Regions from separate parts of the Mus musculus genome. Here region 1 is linked to region 2. Evidence: chromatin contacts called from public targeted proximity ligation data. All regions are on one chromosome and are shown on one strand. The core of a region is the stretch at or near the end of the contact, and the rest is flanking DNA. Distances in the headings are between cores, read along the strand shown.

The links.
Region 1: a contact with region 2 is called in a targeted proximity ligation map of pancreatic cancer cells. A contact is called at or near these places in 3 of 39 promoter capture datasets (embryonic stem cells, hippocampal neurons and stem cell-derived epiblast-like cells), 10 of 484 Hi-C or Micro-C datasets (B cells, the G1E-ER4 cell line, cerebellar granule neurons and 7 more) and 7 of 130 datasets of targeted methods (the NIH/3T3 cell line, astrocytes, embryonic forebrain and 3 more).

The regions. Positions count from the first base shown.
Region 1 is chr19:29,365,960-29,369,350 of GRCm38.p6, forward strand. Cd274 (CD274 antigen) reads left to right here and starts at 1,479. Exons shown (of 7, transcript NM_021893.3): 1 at 1,479-1,547. It also overlaps a transcript of Plgrkt not described here.
Region 2 is chr19:28,175,717-28,178,782 of GRCm38.p6, forward strand. No RefSeq gene overlaps it. Among named protein-coding and RNA genes, the nearest start is that of Rfx3, 170 kb to the left of the region's middle.

The DNA.
Region 1 (3,391 bases), core at 229-2,728, 1.2 Mb after region 2:
ACATTTGGAAGAGGGACTATCTCAGCTGAGGCTCTGGTCTTATTCCAATTTTATTGTTGCTGTTTAGAGTGCCACATTCTCTATAGATCCTTTAGGCAGCATCAACCCCAATGACTTCCAAGTTAAAAATGGAGATGCTTTGAGAATGTGAAAATCTCATTACAACTAAGCCAGCGGACACCCCAGTATTCACCCAGTGCACTACTTTGGAATAGTAGTTTTAGTAAGTAAGTGGGGGAAAGCAGAGAATGAAGAAGGCCCTTGAAGTCCAACAGTGAAATGTTTAAAGATGACAGTGCTCTGTGGAGTTCCCAAGGTTTTGTCTTGGAAAAAGTCCACACTTCCAGTTCGCAGAAAGTCTTTCTCAACATCATTTAGAATAGACTTCCCCCACCTGGATCCCGAGACTGGCCGTGATCCACAGCGTTCACAAAGGGCACGGTTCGAGATGGGAAGTTCTTGAACGGCAAGACAACTGGTTTCATTATGTCGAGGAACTTTGAGGAAGTCACCAAATCCACGATTTAAAAATATATTTCCTATTATACAGACACACCTACTTTCTAGAATTAAAACTGAGTCATTTGCTTGATATTAACTCTATAGGTTGTATAACTCTATATGTAAAGTCATGTCAAGACTGTCACGTATCCACGTATCCAGAAAGGGCTTGAAAGAGATGGGGAATCGGATGGTAATTTGAAGTGTCTGGATTCTGAAGATAAAATTTAAGTCAGAGATCTTATGACTTCAGATATTTTGCTTCTAAAGCGCTCACTGCTCAAGCCTGAAGATTTGAAATTCGGGTCCTCATTACCCATAATAAATGCAGTGATGGCCCATTTCTGAGACCCTAGCCCTGGCAGCAGGGGCGCGGATGGGGATCCCTGGACCACGCTGGCCGGCTAGTTTGGCCAGCTGCGAGCCCGAGGTTAGGTAAGAGAGACCCTCTTTCAAAAATCAAGGTGGGAGCTGTAGAGGAAGGCAACCTATGTGGATCTCCAAGCACACGCTCCCCCCCACCCCCACCCCCGACCTCAGGTTCCACTCCCACCCAAAATAGAGCTGAGTTGTTTACTCTGGACTGTTTCTTTGAGGGAACCTGATTTACAAGAAAGCTAATGCAGGTTTCACTTTCACTTTTAGTTTCGTTTTTAAATAGTGTTTGTTTGTTTTTGTTTTTATCGACAGCCTCTCAGTAGCAGCCCGGTTGTCTTGGAGCTCTCTCTATAGACCAGAGACTCACCTGCCACTGGCTCCTGAGTACTGGAATTAAGGCGTGTGTCACCGCACCGAAGCCTAGTTTCGTTTTTTCTTAAACTGTGAATATCCCAAAGCTGACTCTAAAGTCATCCGCAGGAAATACTATGAGATAAACTCATGCTCAAAGGGACTGGGTGGCTTCGGTTTCACAGACAGCGGAGGTTGGACAAGGCTTCCGCGGAGTGGGCGGGGCTCTGAACTCGAGATAAGACCAGGAAATCGTGGTCCCCAAGCCTCATGCCAGGCTGCACTTGCACGTCGCGGGCCAGTCTCCTCGCCTGCAGGTAAGGGAGCATCTTCTCGCGGAATCCGCTTGCAGGGCACTTTAAAGAGCCAGAATCCCTAGACCTTTTTAGGACGGAGAAGGGAACCGGTTTCCTGGGAAAGTTAAGAACTCAGAATCCGCAGTTTTGTGTGTTTATGGATCTTGTGGGTAGGTAGCTGGGTCAGAAGAGATGAATTAATTGGTCCTAGCGCGACTTGACTGTTTGCTAGCAATGACTGGGTCTTTCCACTTGAAGCATCTCCGGAGGTCCCTTCCTCTGTCGAGGTCTAGGATGCTGGAGCTTAAGATTTTCATTCTATCTGCCCAGAGAACCTAAAGGATTTTTGGAAGAAAATGTCCCAAACAGTTCTTAGATACAGTGACCTAGGCTATGTTAAAGTTTAGGTTGGGGTTGTCATAAGAGGTGAAAGTACAATATTCTATCTTTTTTTAAAAATAAATTATTACAGGTGCTTTCCTATGAATTACTTAGCCAGTTTTTTTTTAATTGCTATATTCCATTGTGCTGGGTTATTAAAGGGCATCACTCTCCCACTGAGGAATGCACAGGTTAGTAATAGTGCCTTACTAGCTCAGTCATCCACTGACCATCTGTGTATGTGACTGTCTGGAATATGGCTAGGTATTTCATTTAGATAAACTCTTATATGTATAAGTACTTCATTATGTTTGAGTGTCTGAAAGGCCTTTGTGTAGAAAAAAAAAAAACAACAACCTGAGAATACATTCCAGAAAGTATCCGCAGCTGATGATGATAGTGACCAAGCGGTGTTTAAGGAGAACTTTATACAGGGAAAATATTCACCTTTCCCAGCTGAGCATCATAGATAGGAAGACATGATAGTGGTTATATGCTGCTCTAAGGAGGGATGGAGAAGGGATGGATTTGAGCACAGGGTTCAGGATCATTTGATAGAATTTGAAAACTGGGTAAATTTTCACTCTTTTGAGAAAGGAAGTTTGCATCTGCTTCCCCTCCCCGCCCCAGGCACTCTTCCCCCCCCCATCCCCCCCCGTGCCCCCCCCCCCCATGGGAAGATAAAGAAGTGGCGTTCCAAGATCTTCATCTGGACTTCCCCTGGGACAAACCTATTTCCCCATCTTGAATGAGCGTCACTTCTTTACTTTAAACTCTGTTCTGTGAAAGGCTCTCAGCTCTTGTCTGGGAATTTGTGAAAGGTTACAGTTTCTTGCCGGAGGGAGGGAGAAGGTGACCCTGGACTCTTAGCCCATGTAAGAGGTGCAGGTTTAGAGGTCAAAGGCCATGCTGATTTACATGGTCCCTGAATTTCCCCTTTTGATCTACTGCTCACACCTGCACCCTGAGAGCCAGGGAGGGGAGGATATGATACTGAAGAAGGTGACTATCAGACCCAACCCATCACCTTTCAGACTTTATACTAAGCTTTAAAGCAGACTCATAAGCAATAGATAACTGTTCCAACTGAGTCTGCCATCAACGTAGGAAAAATTAGGTACAGTCTTCAGTGGATATCATGTACCTCATTGTGACTGTCTAGTACTCGGCTTGGCCATTTCTCCCAGGGCCTCATTGCAACAGTCACTGTGTCCTCACAGGCCTGGATGTCATCCTGCCTCATCTGCTTGGGCAGATGAACTGGAGAGATATGATTAATAATGAGTCATTTGATTTTGCTCTTTTTGTAAATGTCCTTGGTTTGGTTTGGTTTGTTTATTTTTTGTTTTGTTGTTGTTGTTTGTTTTTATTTTCATGCTCTTGTTGTTGTTTGAGACAGAGTCTCACTATGTAGCCCAGGCTAGCCTCTTCCCCCAGTCTCTCAGATGCTGTTGCATCTGCCCTTTTCTAACATCAATGATTCA
Region 2 (3,066 bases), core at 60-2,559:
TGTTAGTTTATCAAAACCGTCTGATCCCTGATTATGGGAAAGATGCAGTGAAAGATCCAACATGGGCTCTGCCTTTTGGTATTTTCAAAGAATTACATGATAAGTCAACACACTGGAACATTGCAAGCCACCACTCCACCTTGCCTCTCTGGGCATACCACCTCATGTATCAAGGGTAGAATCTGTTTTCTGTTTCTTTAAATCTAGACAGCATTTTTTGCCTTGTTTTTGGCTCAAAGGATATGACATAAATCTGGCTGTATCATTGCATTACATAGCCTTTAAGATCTGTTCGAGATCTGAGATGCTCTACCAAAATACTCAACCACCCTCTAGACAATGATGTCAAATCATCCTCTAGCTATCCCAGCTTCCATATCTGAGGCAGTAGGCAAAGGATGAAGCCATATTGGGTGCTCCAACCCAGTAGAAATGTTTCTAGCTATGCTACATAGCAGAGAGGAGCCCTGCTTAAAGCCCTGATCCATAGACCAAATGCACCAAGTGTTTTATTTTTTTTTTAAGCAATTAACTTTGGGTTTGTTTAGTATATGGTAGTACATATTAGAGAGAGAAGATAAGAATAGAGATTAGGAGCTATGGAAGAGAAAGAGCCCTAAAGGTAAGGTGAAAGGGATTAGGGGAAATAGAGTTTAAGCTGAACTTTAAAGGGATGAGCAGCTCTGAGAGCCACGTGTCCATAGTCTTCCCCCAACCATTTCTCACCCTAAGATAGGAGCCCTTGTCCTAGAAGCAAAACGCCACAGATGACAACAGATTAAAGGTACAAGAAAAAGGCCCAATGGCCAGAGTCTCTGCCACCTGGATAAGGTGATGGTCCTCAGAACCTTATTCCTCGGTGTGCTCGTACCCCTCCTCCCGCCCCACCTCTCCCTGGTTATTCTCTTTTTCTCACTGACATCTTCCCATTTCTCCTCAAAGGCACCCCTCAACTTACCCAAGCACCTCTATTTCCTGCCATAATAACATTCTAATATTTTCCCCCATGTTTTCATTTTTATGACTTCAATAAAAGGAGTGATTTTCCCTAGCAGGTACCCTTGAAGGGGTTGTAGAATTATATGGTACCCAGTGTGCAATTAATTCGTTATGAAGAAGAAAAAAAAAAGATGTGTGTGTGTGTGTGTGTGTGTGTGTGTGTGTGTGTGTGTTTTCCTACAAGGGAAGCAATAAAAGTGACTTTTGCTAACTTTCTTCTCACAATTTCTAATGAGTCAACATGTGTTGAGGAGAAATTAGTCAGAGCAGAATGGATCCTGTTATGCAGTTCCACTTTTGTAAGCATGAGTCAGAGATTCCCGTGTGGCTGTGCCGTGAGCACCTGGCTGCGATGAGGAAGGCTGGGGGTAAAAGAACTCTTTCTTGAAAACTTCGAAAAGTAGCAGAGAATCCCTCAGAGTGTGAAGGAGAAAAAGAACAAATACCATGGTCAGAATTTAGTTTCATTATTATGGGAAAATGAATGACGTTGCTCTCCCCTACCCCTCTACCTGGTGACAGTTTGTAATTGACCAGGCAAAGCCCCTACTGTGCTATATAAAGTAAATGGAAAAGAGATGAGAATTCAGCAGATCTGACCTCTCAATACACACACACAAACATACACACACACATACACACACACACACACACACACACACACACAAATACATGTGTGCACATGCACTCGCACCCTACCTTTGACCATAATATCCTTTGTATGCTTAACTTGAGTTGCCATCTATGTAAGGTATTGAATTGGTAGAGGGGAGGAAGTTCAAGATGCATGAGATCTTGCCTGTAGGGTCAGAGATTGGTAGATAAGTGGAAATAATATCATAGCGGGAATTATTGGGTATATTATTATTACTGTATCTACAGGGTGCTTTGCAAAAATATGATTTGTGAGCAACTATCTACCTTCAGGTTCAGCAGGTATTTCCAGTTGGGATTTGTTAAAATCTTACAGTATGCAACATAGGATCTGGACACATACATACTGTATTTGTGGGAACCCGTTGACAATTAGTCAACTAGGAATAAATTATATTCCAGAACAACAATGTTTTTAACGGCTGAGAACCAAAGGTGGCAGTAACACAGCGTAGTCCTAACACAATGAAGCTGGAAACATACCATGCCAAGGCTGAGTTCATGGCCTTTGCTACTGCACATAGTTTCAAATACGCCTGGTAAAATGGATCTTTTCAGTATCTAATATTGTCAAGGTAGGGCAGCAGTGTATTTGAATAGTCATAGTATTAAACACTCAAATTCTTTGATTTTTTTTTTTTTACAAACAAGATTGAATTAGTCAGTAGAAGGAGAAACATATGGGAGGGCACAGAAGTGGCAAGCAATTATTTTTAAGTTGGATATATTCAAGCCTCACTTCGGCAAGGACCCAACCAGTAAATATCACTGTGGGAACGCTAACATGGAAACTGGTTTCATCTTTGTTTATTTTGTATTGAATAAACATTGATGGGGAAGCTGTGTGCAGGGTGTTGTGCCTCCTACAGACCTGCTCATCCATCTGCCTGGTCAACCTTTCTGTGGAGATAGAGTTGCCAGGACCACAAACTCAGCGTGTCCAATTGAAACTCATCTGGCCCCAAACCTGTTCAAGCCGTCTGTGTTTCCTATCTGGGTTCATGACGTCATCAGCATCCCAAATGCTCAAGTGCTCCCTTGTCATCAACTTCAGTCTTCACCTCCATCGCAGCTCTCCACATACCATACCAATAGCCAAACAGGATTGCATCACGTTCCTGTTTCTATTTAATAGTTCCAGCAACTTCTTGCCTGGGGTCTGTTTAATCACCTAGTCTAGGTAGTCTTTGCATAGGGACCTTGCCAGGTTTTTGCCACTATGGATTCATCTGTGTAGGAAATGGCTTAGCTATGGGAGGAGAGAGCTCTCTCTGCTATTGTCAGTTTGAATATGAGAAGACAGAAGAGAGCCAGGACAAGCCCCCAAAGCCACTAGCTCTCTACAAAAAGAGGATGACACAATTAGGCTTCATGCCTTGGGCGATACTAAGATTTGGTCAGACACTCATATTC